5 separate regions of the Mus musculus genome follow, and regions 1, 2, 3 and 4 are each linked to region 5. A link is a contact called in public HiChIP or PLAC-seq and promoter capture Hi-C data. All regions are on one chromosome and are shown on one strand. The core of a region is the stretch at or near the end of the contact, and the rest is flanking DNA. Distances in the headings are between cores, read along the strand shown.

What was found. Promoter capture Hi-C pulls out the DNA fragments that hold promoters and counts their contacts. HiChIP or PLAC-seq counts read pairs in DNA pulled down with a chosen protein or histone mark.
Region 1: a FOXA1 HiChIP or PLAC-seq map of pancreatic cancer cells shows a contact between it and region 5. The contact joins the promoter of Kank3 here to the promoter of Akap8l in region 5. A contact is called at or near these places in 3 of 39 promoter capture datasets (the 3T3-L1 cell line, hippocampal neurons and pre-B cells), 4 of 115 datasets of contacts at active chromatin or transcription factors (astrocytes, embryonic forebrain, embryonic stem cells and 1 more) and 2 of 9 other capture datasets (adipose tissue and liver).
Region 2: a contact with region 5 is called in a promoter capture Hi-C map of liver, with 2.8 times the contacts expected there. The contact joins the promoter of Zfp101 here to the promoter of Akap8l in region 5. A contact is called at or near these places in 4 of 39 promoter capture datasets (embryonic stem cells, hippocampal neurons, liver and 1 more).
Region 3: a promoter capture Hi-C map of liver shows a contact between it and region 5, with 3 times the contacts expected there. The contact joins the enhancer-like site here to the promoter of Akap8l in region 5. A contact is called at or near these places in 3 of 39 promoter capture datasets (the 3T3-L1 cell line, hippocampal neurons and liver) and 3 of 115 datasets of contacts at active chromatin or transcription factors (astrocytes, embryonic forebrain and forebrain).
Region 4: an H3K27ac HiChIP or PLAC-seq map of microglia shows a contact between it and region 5, with 4 times the contacts expected there. The contact joins the promoter of Zfp414 here to the promoter of Akap8l in region 5. A contact is called at or near these places in 1 of 39 promoter capture datasets (hippocampal neurons) and 3 of 115 datasets of contacts at active chromatin or transcription factors (embryonic forebrain, embryonic midbrain and microglia).

What each region holds. Positions count from the first base shown.
Region 1 is chr17:33,809,113-33,811,812 of GRCm38.p6, forward strand. It overlaps Kank3 (KN motif and ankyrin repeat domains 3), which reads left to right and starts at 1,411. Exons shown (of 11, transcript NM_030697.3): 1 at 1,411-1,453.
Region 2 is chr17:33,393,331-33,396,030 of GRCm38.p6, forward strand. It overlaps Zfp101 (zinc finger protein 101), which reads right to left and starts at 1,307. Exons shown (of 4, transcript NM_009542.2): 1 at 1,158-1,307. The coding sequence starts at 1,178.
Region 3 is chr17:33,665,622-33,668,321 of GRCm38.p6, forward strand. Hnrnpm (heterogeneous nuclear ribonucleoprotein M) reads right to left here. Exons shown (of 16, transcript NM_029804.3): 6 at 873-1,064; 7 at 1-24. Among named protein-coding and RNA genes, the nearest start is that of Hnrnpm, 18 kb to the right of the region's middle. Within about 2 kb of position 1,405, at least 4 of the 459 cell types and tissues checked have an H3K27ac peak or open chromatin away from gene starts, as enhancers often do. A contact at or near this core is called in liver, where this site is marked.
Region 4 is chr17:33,627,733-33,630,432 of GRCm38.p6, forward strand. Zfp414 (zinc finger protein 414) reads left to right here and starts at 1,360. Exons shown (of 6, transcript NM_026712.3): 1 at 1,360-1,484; 2 at 2,065-2,347; 3 at 2,635-2,700. The coding sequence starts at 1,482.
Region 5 is chr17:32,349,320-32,352,019 of GRCm38.p6, forward strand. Akap8l (A kinase (PRKA) anchor protein 8-like) reads right to left here and starts at 1,258. Exons shown (of 14, transcript NM_017476.2): 1 at 1,168-1,258. The coding sequence starts at 1,180.

The DNA of each region.
Region 1 (2,700 bases), core at 161-2,660, 1.5 Mb after region 5:
CTGTATAGCACTGGCTGTCCTGGAACTCACTCTGTGGTCCAGGCTGGTCTCAAACTCAGAAATCTGCCTGTCTCTGCCTCCCAAGTGCTGGGATTAAAGGTGTGCACCACCACTGCCCAGCTAAAAAGTTTTATTGATATATGGTATGTATGTGCATAGGTTGATGTATATAGCACACTATGGAGATCTGAAGACAACTTGTAGGAGTTGGGTCTTTCTTTGCATTACATGGTCCTAGGGATGAAACACAGATCGTCAAGTTTGGCAGCAAGAACCTTTACATGCTAAGTCATCTCACTGACCTTCACAAATGTAATTTTAATTTATTTCTGTGACAATTTTTTGATCTATAATCTCAGTATGTTTATAAGTACACCTGTATGTGTCTATTATATTTACATTATTTTCATCTGTCTATCTGTCTCTGTCTGTCTGTCTTCCTACCTATCTATTGTGATAGGTGCGCTAGACAAGTTCTGTACCATTGAGTTAGATATCTCCAGTAGAGCAGACATTTATTAAGTAACTAGTGTATGCCTGAGGCAGTGGATAAAAAGTTTCCTGATCCTAAAATGTCTAGTAGGGGTGATGATAGTAACCTTGCCTTTCTACTAATGAAAATTGCTATTTAGTTAATAAACCATTGCTATGGCAATGATAATGACTAGGGAAAGGCTGTGCTAAGGATTCTGTTTGTTTTTTGTTTTGTTTTCTTGTGGCACATAGATTTCAGGGGCACATAGATTGAACACTTAGAAATATAGGAAAGTATCACATATAGATAATATTTCTTTTTTTTTTTTTTTTTTTTTAAAGATTTATTTATTTATTATATGTAAGTACACTGTAGCTGTCTTCAGACACTCCAGAAGAGGGCATCAGATCTTGTTACAGATGGTTGTGAGCCACCATGTGGTTGCTGGGATTTGAACTCCGGACCTTCGGAAGAGCAGTCGGGTGCTCTTACCCACTGAGCCATCTCACCAGCCCCCAGATAATATTTCTTAAAGTGGCACAATATATGCAAAGTTCCTGCGGTGGACAAGATCCAGGCTCTTACGACTTCAACAAGACAGTAGGAATTAAACTCGTTATATAAATCCCATTAGAATAGTTTGCTTAGATTTTTCCTGTAGCTCCCTACTGTCCTGTGAATGAAACCTCTTTTCTTACTCCTGAACCAGGCAGGATTTAGAGGTAGCTGGCTGAGCAGCATCCCACTGCCCTGCTCTGATCTTCTCAGATTCTACTGTAGGCCCGCCCTCAGGCGGGTCCCCACCCTGCCCCCGCCCAGATGGCTCACTCTGTCTTACAATTGGATAGTTCGGTTAGATTCGTGCTCTGGTTGGCTGAAAAAGCCGTCAGTTAGGGGTGAAAGCCTTGATAACCCGTGCGGAGCTTCGAGGGGGCGGGCTCGGGTGCGGTGCGGGCGCTGCCGGGGCTTCTCATTCAGGTAAAGTCAACCACGCGAGTCCTGGAGGGGAACAGTGGACCCAAGTGTCCGGGAGGGGTGTGATGCTTTTAGCCCCCTTCTATGGGTTCTGTGCGTTGCAACGGGGTGGGCGCCGTGTCCTGTAATGGTGACCATTTGGACATTGGGAGCCTCAGGTGGTTTAAAGCCGACCGGAGAGGGGGGACCCTAGATTATTAGGCAGATCGCCACCACATGGCCATCCAGGACCTAACCAGAGGAACTTGTGCGCATTTTAGTCTCCTAGATGCCTTAGGGGACCCTTCCCCAGAGTTGGCTTGAAGACCTGGGAATGGGTTTCTTGCAGTGGGGTGGAGTGGGCGGATGGTACGGAAACGGTGTTGGAGGGAGGAACGGATGTCCCCCACTCCCCGGACCTACTGACAATAGCAGCGGATGGAACCGCCCAGCGGTTTTTCCTGTAGGAAACTGCCCTGTCTTTTCTAAGCGGACTTGGTTCTGTATGTTTGGGGAGGTGTGTGTGTGTGTGTGTGTGTGTGATGATTCAAGGACCCCTTGTCCTGCCATCATCTAGCTCTTTCCCCCATCCTGCGTTTGAGAATCCTATCCCAACATGAAGGGCTCCCACCTAGAGCCTTATCAGTAAGACATAACTTCTTCAGGACCTCGGGTATGCATGCTCTGTGTCCTGTCCTTCAGGTTTCCTGATGACAGCTCTCCTGATCACAGCTCTCTAGACTGATCGCAGCTCTGTGTCCCGAAATAGTCCCAGGGCTGGGTGTGGGGGCGTGTGGCTTCAGCTCTGACAGCCTAATGAGGGGGTCTCAGGCAGGGGATCCGGATTTAACTTTGATAGCCAGGCAGTGTGGGAGATATGAGGGCAGCTACACGCCCTACTCCGGGAGGCATTGGCTTGTGTAGCAGTCTAATGTTGGCTTGCCCCACCACACTCCTTACTCCCAAGGCTGGAACTGACAGCTGTGAGCTGGGAGGGTGATATGTGGCCTGGGTTCCCTGCAGTTTCTAGGGGAGCAAAAGGGAATCTTTCCAAAAGCGCCTATTATCCTAGTTACCTGAGAGGTCCAGGTAGGATGATTAAAAGTTGAAGGCGCCGGGCGTGGTGGCGCATGCCTTTAATCCCAGCACAGGCAGAGGCAGGCAGATTTCTGAGTTCGAGGGCAGCCTGGTCTACAAAGTGAGTTCCAGGACAGCCAGGGCTATAAAGAGAAACGCTGTCTCGAAGAAAAAAAAAAAAAAAAGAAAAGAAA
Region 2 (2,700 bases), core at 57-2,556, 1.0 Mb after region 5:
ACCCGGTTTTAAAATAAAAGTAAAAGTAAAAATAAATGAAGCCGAAGAAATGAGTCAACAGGCAAAAGCAGTCGTCAAGCATGCGTTGTGACCTGTGTTTGATCCCTGAACCCAGGGAATGGACAGGAGAACCAACTCCAACCCCACAAGGGAGTCCTTTGACCTGCACAGTATATACTATGGCACGGGAGCCCAAAGATTGGCTCACCACACATGAACAACACTAATAAAATTTGAAATGTTTTGTGCACTCAAACCAACTCTCAAAAAAATACCTCATCCAGAAGATAGAAGACACGTATGTTTTTCTCCCAGATGGCCCCTGTCCACACTTTCCCTAGTCGCAAATTACACTGTCTAGAAAAACGATTTACATAAGGGCAAAGGAAACAACCGAAGATGTTAATATTTTTCTAGAGGACTGTAATCTTGGTAAATACTAATTAAGGAGCCCACCTTGTAGGGCATGATGGTGCTCGCATCTAAACTGCAGTTCTCAGGAAGCAGAAGCAGGCAGATCTCTTGAGTTCAAGGTAGGCCTGGTCTACGTAATGAGTTCCAAGAAAGGAAAGAAGACAAACAAACACACATTACAGGCAGAGGCAGGAGAATCTCTGAGTTCGAAGCCAGCCTGGTCTACCAAGTGAGTTCCAGGGTAGCCAGGGCTACTGAGAAACCCTGTCTGAAAAACAAAGAAATCAACCAATCAAAAACTCACCAGCACCACTGCCACCAAAAGCACATTACATATTCCTTCTCTTTGGAGAAGCAGCCTAGAGCAAAACTAATACAAAATCAAGGAGACCTCAGAAAACAATAAAGCAGGCCAAACGCAAGTGCAAGGTCAGACCAGCAGTAACGCTCAACACCCACGTCCTTTCACTACACTGACCAGACCGCATCACCAACCCGTGAGCGCTGCAAAGTCTGCAGGGTGCAGGACCACCGAGCTCATTCCCCATGATAGCCAAGGGACTGGGATAAAGCAGTTTTACAGCGACAGGGCAGGAGGAGCCTCCGACTCCTGGCTCCGCCGGTGCCAAGCTCCACCTCGAACTGCAGCACAGCGCCAGAGGAACGTCGGGTCGGCGGTGCCAAGCTGCGCCAGGCTACGTCAAAGCCGCGGCCCACGACTCCGGGAGCAACCGTGTACTCACCATTTCCAGCTTCGGACGCATGCGGGGGTCCTTCGGAAGAGCCTGCCGACAAAATAGGTGGCACTGACTGAAACCAGCTGTCACAACACCTCACAAAAGCTACACGGGATTCAAAAATGGAGCCAGGGGCAGAAACTTCAGAACATCCGTGTTCCTCATTTGACAGTTCCAGCAAGGAAGTAACAGCGGCTCTGATTGGCGAAAGATGCTGGACCCGCCTTCTTATTCGTGAGTAGCAGGATCAACAACCTCTCCCATACTTGACGCAAATGGGGAAAAAAAAAAAAAAAAAAAAGATAGAGCAACACCCAATCTTAACCCAGACGTTCCGTTTGGAGTAAATATGTGGGATCCTTGCATTTAAGCACGACGCCTTCTGGGATTTTAGTGCACGCACTCGCTTTGTCGTGTACTCAGTGGGCTTCTACTGTTTCACATAAAATAGCGCTACAGATTGGCTCTGGACATCCCAGACTCAGTGTAGGGAAAGGAAAACCCATGACCCCAAACAGAGAAGGTTACCCGGTCAGGAGAGGACAGTGCCAATAATGAGTGCCAACTTAAGAATCTGAGATGAGGCAAATGGACTTTTGCACCTATATTTTTTGAAAGTTAAGATTTAAAATGTTGATTGAGCCCCAGGTTTGAAAGAAACCTGTACAAATATGTTAAAGCTTTGTCTGAAGAAATAATATTTTAAAACACGTTTGATAAAGACATATGCTTTTGCAAATGTCTCTTCTTACAGGCTTTACTTGGACTACTTCTGGGTATTGAACATTATTACTATAAACCAAGCCAAGAGCAGAAAGCAACATATATGAATTAATAATGTAAATAGAAAAAAACTTGTAAGCAAAGAAGAGGCTTTCGCTCCGGTACTGGTTGGCCTTTTGTCGACTTGATGTTAGTGGGGGTCATCTGAGAGAAGGGAACTCAACTTAGAAATGCCTCCATTAGATTGGCTATAGGCAAGACTGTAGAATATTTTTGGATTAAAGAATGATGTGTGTGTGTGGGGGGGGGGGGGTTTCCAATCTACTGTATTAATGCATACTTAGGTAGATAGGCCTAGGCTGTATAAAAAGGGAGAGTGAACATGCAGTATTTCCCCATGACCTCTACTTCAGTTCCCACCTCCAAATTTCTTCTTGAGTCCTGTGATGATTATTTTTCTGGTTGTCAACTTGACTCTGTTAGTCATGAAATCAAATCTGGGAATGGAGGACATACCTGTGAGAACTTTTTGCTTGCTTTGGAGTCGGTGATTCTGCTTCAGGTCTGGACCTTTGAGGTAGGGAGTCCCAGGCCTTTGAACCAAACCTTGAATCAGCTCTAATCTAGGCTACAGGCTTTGCTAGAGCTGGACGAGGAAGCTTCTGCTCCTGCCTGCTTGCCCTAGCCTTGCTAGCATGTCCATTCCTTCACTGGCATCAGAACCTTACTTTTTAGGGATTCCAGCATAAGCTGAAGACCAGCTGAGACATTTAGCCTCGTGGTCTGAGAAACTACAGGATTCTTGGGCTTTCCATCCACAGCCAAC
Region 3 (2,700 bases), core at 155-2,654, 1.3 Mb after region 5:
CTTCCAGCCAACTTTATAATCCAGCTAGGTGAAAGAAGAAGGTGAAAACTTCAAGGTAAACTTCTCTGGGGAAAAAGACACACTTTTACTATATTAAGATTGCTTTGACTGACTTTACAAGAAAATTAACTTCAGTTGAATTTTTAAATAGGACTGCAAAACTGGGCCTTAACTCTGCTATTTATTGCCTCTCTTCTTAAATGGAACAGAATAAGTCTCCTCACATTTAACAAGCTTTCCCCCTCATACTTAAAAAAGTCAGCAGGATGGTGGTGGTACCTGCCTTTAATCTCAGCACAGAGAAGGCAAAGGCAGGTAGATCTCTTGAGCCAAAGGCCCACCAATGCAACACCACTGAGAAACTGTCTTGAAAATCCCAAAAAGTCACTCTCCTTTTAAGTCTTTCCCCCCTTTTAACTTGTGAACCCACTCAGTTCTAAAAGTATTTGTCCTTGCAGAGAATAAAAATATCACCATTTACTCTAGATACAAAAAAAATGTGAAAATATTGATGGTCTATCCATTCTTCCCTTTACCTAAATAAACCCCAATTAAGGACGCGTACCCAGCTACTGCCTCTGTAGCATCAGAAAGCCTTAGGAAACAAGACCCTAATAGGACTGAGGTGAATCCTGAAGCCACAAATGCAGTGGTCACAAGAACAAAGTAGAAGGCCTACTTAAAATGAAAACAAGCTATCTACCATAAGTCTAACTTAAATTACTCGTATAACAGTGATACAATCAATATAAAGTGTTTTGTACATTTTTCTAATTTGTTTTCATTTTATTTAAAATTAAATGCACACTATTTTCACATTATTTCCGTCCCTCCCTATTTTTCTATTTTAGAGAATGTTCCCATTTACTTACATTTGCTACAAATACTGTGCTTCCAAGTCTTCCAGCCTGTAATGCATGGATAATCTCATTTGGGATGTTAGGATTATTTAGGATACTGGGTGGGATATTAATCATTCCTGGGCCACCTGGTCCCATACCCATCCCACCAGTCGTAGCCATCACCTTTTGCATTGCTCTCCTTGCATGTTCACCATCAGGATCCTGAAAAAAGCATAAAGCGTTACAGCTAGAAGTAGGTCAGAAGTAGGCTTGCAGAAACTAGTGGAACTGCTGCCTTCACCACTACAGAGGCTCTCGTCTGCTGAGGTGCAGCTCAGTGATAGAGTTTCTGCCTAGTATTCCTAAGTACAATCCCTACCCCCAATCATTAAACAAATAAAATAAAAAAGGCTCCCAGTAAAGCACAGTAGCAGTGGTGGTAAAGGTCTGTAACCTTAATTCTCAGGATTGCTACAGCAGCTCAAGGTCAAAGCTGAAGTAAAAAGCTTCAGGGAGGGCTCTGTCACAGTCCAGTCTGGTACCTCTTGCTGTGTACTCGAAGTCTGTCTTTGGATACGACTTAGAGTGGCAGACCTTATCATACGGCACAGTATACACCAGCCACTCCCATTACCAACACCAAAAAAAGCAAACAAAAATCTGCAGACCAACAGACAGTTTGAAAGGTATTTCTCTAATTATTAACAAATGAAATAAACCACAGCAACAAGAAGAGTTCTAGGAAGAGCAACAGTTCAGAAACAAAAAGCATAAAACTAAAAATCTAAAAACAATCTTCAATTTTAACTAAAATGAACGGGTAAGGGATAAAGGATTGGCTGACCAGAGTTAAAAATGCCAGATTGAAACAAGATCTTCATGGGCATGACTCTTACTAATTAGTGTTACTTATGTAAAACTCATCAATGATTTTTCACAAAGTCTTAAATCATCATTCTATAATCCAAGGTTCCCTAAACCCTTCAAGGGCACCAGTGTTGGCATTCAAGTACAGTCAATGCTGTGTATCAGTACCTGAACAGACTTATGGAAATTTGATGCTGGCATGACTATCTATCTTACTCTTATCTGTGTCTATGTGTCCATATAGAGGTATACAGCACATGTACGTGCACTGTGTATTTCCTGCTTGAGTGCTGGAAATCAAATGCAGATCCTCTCTGGAAAAGCAAAAAGCACTCCCAACCACTGAGCCATCTTTACAGCGTGACCCAATTCCTGAAGCCTGCCTCTTCAATTTACCATTAACACGTAAGAACTGACTTATACCTGACCATGCTTTCCTCAGAGTCTCAAATATGCTGTATTCTTCCAAAAGGAAAAGGTCTAAAAGAGCTGCCTTTAATCTACACACTCAGGCAGCTAAGGCAGGAGGATCATGAGTTATAAATTACCCTGGGATACACAGCAAAGAACTAATTTCAGATATTTTAACACTGTTCCCCAAATACACACACAGTCAAGGAGGCAAATAATATTTGGCAGTTAATAAAATATCCTTCTATAGAAAAAAAAAGTATAGTGGCAATCTTGTAGGCACAAAGCCCTGGGTTCAATCTTTTCCGCCACCACCACAAAAACAAACAATGAAACAAATAAAAACCCCATGGTTTGGATTTAATAAAGATGAATACATTCATTTTATAAAATTCAAAGAGGGATAAGATGGCTCAGCAGGTAAATAAATAAGCATTAATACCCGAGCTCAGATCCTCAGTCACCCAAGGGGGGAAAAAAAAAAAGCTGGGGTTGTGGGGCACGCACATCTAGGAAGGGAATGGGAAAGCAATCCACTGGCCCACCAGTCTAGCTTCAACAGTGAGGCCAGGTTTAGTGA
Region 4 (2,700 bases), core at 110-2,609, 1.3 Mb after region 5:
CCTTTAATCCCAGCACTCGGGAGGCAGAGGCAGGCAGATTTCTGAGTTCGAGGCCAGCCTGATCTACAGAGTGAGTTCCAGCCAGGGCTACACAGAGAAACCCTGTCTCGAAAAAACAAAACAAAAGAAAGAAAGAAAGAAAGAAAGAAAGAAAGAAAGAAAGAAAGAAAGAAAGGAAGGAAGAAAGGAAGCCCTACAGGACTCACCCAAGTTCTCTTTCTGACCTCCATACCAACATCTTTATTCTGTTTCAATAGTGCAGAGGTCTCGCCCTTGCTTACGAAAGGGGAGCTTGCTCTTTGCCAGCTCAGGACATCTGCGCCAGCTTGCTGTAGTGCTCTGCTTCTGTAGGCATCAAGGCACAGCTCAAGTCACCCCCTTAGACAGGCTTCCCTGACTCCTCATTTCACATCAGTTTTGTTTGTTTTCTTATCTCCTAGGATAGATCCAAGATCATTTTTCTGCTGTTGTTGATTTATTGTCTCTCCATTTTCTTGGTTGACTAGAGACTCCCAAGAGCAGTACTAAGTTCCTGGCACATAGGATGCACTTAAGGAAAGTAGGGTGGGCAGGCGACCTCTCAGTAGTAGTGCACTTGGGATTCATTTTCACACCTCTCGACCTGTGGAATTTGCTTGTTCCTGAAGATCCATTAGTTAGAGTGTTTCTCACATTGGGCTATTACAACAGATTCGTACTTGCTGCACACTGGATGTGCTGAAAATTTTATGGTGCTTGCTAGGAAGATGGGTCTGTGCAGACACAAGGGACCAGGGTTCAAACCCACAATCATGTAAATGAGAAAGAGTTTGGATCTCTAGCCCTCCCTGTGAGGCATAGCAGCTTCCTGTAATCAGGGCCCTTTGGAGGTGGACACAGGAATCTTCTGACAAGTAAGTTAGCTAGCTAGGTGGGAACTGGTGAGCTCCAACTTCAGTGAGAGATGTTGCCTCAGTGAATGAAGTGGAGAGCAATGAAGGAAGACAATGTCTACCTTGGACCTCCGCTCTTACCTGCTCACATCTGTGCATATACATATTCATTTGTACGTGTATGTGTACAGAGCTAAGGATGTGGCTTGCTTTGTAGAGAGTTTGCCTAGCATATATGAAAACTCTGGGTTTGATACTCAGTACCACCTAAAACCTGGTGTATTGGCATCTAAGTTCAAGGTCAACTTCTGTGTAAGGCCAACCTGGGCTATAAAAGTGGGGAGGGGAAGAGCTTTTGTCAGTTTTCTCTGAAATTTAAGACCAATCAAAAGCAGACCTTCTCTGTTTCTGTATAAGAGCTGCAGTGTAGTCTCAGGCCCCTCCTTCTAGAGAAGCGCCCAGAATTAGGCCACACCCCATGTCTCGCGAGATCTGAGAAGCGGGAAAATGGCGCCGATGTGAGCGAGAGACCGTGTCGCCGAGGAAGACGCCCCTGCTGGAGCCAGAGCCTCCGAAGGCACGGGAACCAGAGGTGTAACTGAGTAGAGGATGGTGAGCGCAGCACCCCGCACGCGGACGCGGAAGAGCAGCGGGACTGACAGGGAACGGTCCTGCCGCGCGCCCCCCTCCAGCTGACCCCGCCCCCACATCCGGGTCCCCGCCCGCCTCTGACTGTCACTTAGCTTTCGTCCAGCCCTGAAGGCCGGGCCACACCCACTCTCCTAGAGTTCAGTCCCTAAATTTAACACGTATTGGCTCAGAGCGTCTATCTGCTCAGCTCTAGCTTAGCCAGTATTCCCCATCATCACACGATCCACTGTAGGCCCTCCAGCATTTCCTAGTTGCTCCTCTAGGCCACACCTCCGCCCCTAGTGCCTCTCCTGCCAAAATTGAGGAAGGGATGTTAATGCTGCTTTTTTATGCATAATCCCTGATAACTCCTGCAATTGGAATTAGGAGACAGTAGCTCGGTCTGCCCTTATCTCCCGTATCTTGCTGGTGACTCAGAAAGTGGAATGACTGGGTAATATCTGGTGAGTGTTGAAGGAGTCTGTCTTGTGGACCTTTGTAGTAGAAGGGCATCTGTCTGACCTAGGGATCCCAGCCTGATTTTAGCCACTTCTTGCACCAGGAGGAACCATCCAGGCCCAGCTCGGACACGCTGACCACTGTAGAATCCAGCTCCGGTGAGCCAGACAAGGAGGTGGCATCTCCAGATGGGGCAGCTCCAGCCACTTTTTCCTCCGTGGAGGAGCCCAGCCCTAACCCAACAGCCATGCCACCAGTGTGGGACCATGGAGGACCTCTGCAGCAAGTTGCCTATCCAGCCTCAGACAGTTGCCAGACTGGCTCAACCAACACAGGCGTGGGGACCAATGAGGACCTTCGGTTGCCCAGACGCCGTCCACCGCCAGGTTATCTGTGGACCTTTCTGGGGAGTCACATGCCTTTGATAGGGCTGAGATGGTGCAAGACAAGGAATCACCTTTTATCCCATTGCGGGGGTGGGGGGGTGGGGTGGGGGGTGGTCTTCACCATTTACTGAGCACCTTGTCAATATGTCAGGTGTGGCTCCAGAGATGAACTAAACCAATCCAGCCCTTCCGGGCAGTTTATTCTGACAGTGGCTGGGTGGGGAGTAATCAAGGCTTTTGGGTAGGTCAGTAAGGAAGAGAGTAATGACACCCATTCGTTCCTGCAGGGAAACAAATACCCTGCTCTAGCCCCGGCTGCTGCCTCAGTTTCCCCAGTGTTCGTGATCTAGCAC
Region 5 (2,700 bases), core at 8-2,507:
AAGGTTCTTGGCAAGCATTTGACCCAGGGGCTTAGGAGGACTGGCATAAAGCTCAGGTTCCATTGAAAGCCTTAAACATTCCAAACAGAATGTGGGTTATCCAGCAACCACTTAAGTTCAAGCCTGAAATACCTCCAGTAAAGTGGGAGGCACTGTCTGTGGCACTGACTGATAAGTTTCATTGGCAAACCCAGGGAGCCTTGGCAACTAACTCACTCAAGAATGATTCTACAGTCACTCAAGCATATTCCACACCCCTCACCATGCTCCTCACCCACCTTCCTCTTTGCTCAAATATCACTGATCTAAGTAGGTAGGCGGTTCCAGCCCAGTATGTTTTACAGCGACAGCTATCTTTACTCTTTCCTATTTTGCTTACATCTCTTCTTAAACGTCACCCTTCCCAGAGGCTTCAAAGCTCTCCGTGTAATGGCTGAATCTCTTCAGGATACCCAAGACCCAAAATAATATATTTATTGTATTTTGTCTGTCCTCGCCTATAAGATGCTTAAGAAATTCTTGTCAGCATTCAGTGTCTATTCAGCACCTGATTCGGTAAGTTGAGTGGAAAGTAGTCATTCGTCACCAGGGTTCAAGCTTGCTCTCTAAAGCTCCCTGCAACGGTTCAGAGCCTTCATATAGATTTACAGATTCTCACCGCCCCCTGGGGGAGTGAGGTAGGGGAGGTTGGCTCTCCCCCCCTCCCGCTTTATACCAGATGAAGTGGGGGGAGTGCCATGAGTAAGGGTCTGCGACGTTTTGCACAGAAACTGCTCAAGGGAGGCAATGGCGACAGCAGCCGCCCCAACGGACTGATCTCAGAAGCTCAGGCCTGAGAAGCGACGTCTTAGACGTGGGTGTCCGTGGGGCACTAGCCAGGGAATGACGAACGGAGGTGCGGGAAGCCTGAACCTAACGTTGAGGCCCAAGACCTACGGTCACAGAAGACACAAGCAAATCCTTGAGTAGCCAGGAGAGTCCAAGATGCCCGGCTGAGGTCAGTGAGAGCCGAAGCTTGAGGGATGCGACCCCGAAGGGAAGAGCCTAAGACGCCATTTTGTGACCACAGAGGGCAATGACCACGACACTACAAGAGGAGATCCTAGCATGACTCAGCCCGTCCTGACGCCCCGGCCCAGAGCGCTGCCTTCACCCTGTTGGGCCTACCTGTGTAGCTCATGGCCGCAGAGAACACCCGAGCCGTGGACACAGACCGCTACTCTGCGCGTCTGACGCCACAACAATCCCTGGGGTCCTTCCACACACGCTCCAGCCCCGCCTCCTTATCTCATTGGCTTCTGCAAACCTCGGACTTCACGCCTATTGGTTTCGCTACCTGTCTATTTTTACACCTCTTCGTGACAGTGGTTGGAGATACTGCCAACCCCCGACGACCCCGCCTTACTCTCCGCCTCCTGTTAACAAAAACCTGCGCCAATAGGCCAAGGGGAGAAGATGGAAAGGTTCGAAGGGGCGGAGCTGCATGCAACCTAGAGGTCCGAGCCCACGCGTGTGCTCGCCTGGTGTGTGCGAGCGAGACACTTGCCAGCGTGAGCAGAGACGACCGTCTTGCGCCCCGCCACTGAAATGAAGTCAAGAATGGTAAAGCCATGTTGAAAGGAGAAAATTAGTATCTAACTGCTAAACAAGGTCCTGACAAACGTTATGTGAGATAACGTTAAAACAAACGAAGAAGGCCATGTGTAGTAGCTGACTTCTGTAACCCCAGAATACCGGAGCCTGAGACAGAATGACTCGAGTTTGAGGTCAGATTATACTATATGAATTCTAAGCCACTCTGGGTTCCAGTGAGTCCCCGTTTCAAGGAGGGGTAAAGAATTAGGGCCAGTTTCACAAAGTAAATAGTAAATATTATTTTCTTATTAATCGTTACATAACAATTAATAGTGTTTGTAAGGATATAGCTTGGTGGAAAAACATTTTATCCTAGCATGTACAGAAGGCCTTATGTGAGCTCTCCAACTGCAAAATAAAGATGCTTTTGAAAATTTTATGTGTATTAGTGTTTTGCTTGCGCGTGTCTGTGTGAGGGTGTCAGATCACCTGAACTGGAGTTTCAGACAGCCCTGAGCTGCCATGAAGGTACTGGGAATTGAACCTGGGTCCTCTGGGAAAACAGCTAGTGCTCTTAACTGCTGAGCCATCTCTCCTGCCTCTCAAAAACCACTTTAAAAATAACTGTTTATGTGTATGCTATTTGTTATACAAGTAGTATATCTCAATGTATCATATATTATTGCAAATGCTTGACATAAGAACCTATGTTCAATGCTCAGCTCCACAAAACGAAAAATGTAACCCAGTACCAGCCTTGTTCTAAGCACTATGCCTGGCTCCTCCTGGCTGTGTGGAAAGTCACCATGGGAGGTATCCTTGGAAGAACCCTAAAAATAAAACAATGGATAAACTACAGCAAGCTCTGCTTCTATGATTCATGTACCTTCTTATGGTTTTGAGAAATGTTAAAGTAGGTGTTCTATTGGTATTAAGGAATGTTTATCAATTCTTTTTAGGCTTATGTATTTGTTTTGCTTGAATATATGTCTATGCAACTACATGCACCCCCAGTGCCTGAGGTGGTCAGAAGAGGGTACTGGATACCCTGGAGTTACTGTGAGCTGCCATGTGGGTGCTGGGAACCAAATCCAAGTTCTCTGTAAGAGCAGTGTGTGTTCTTTG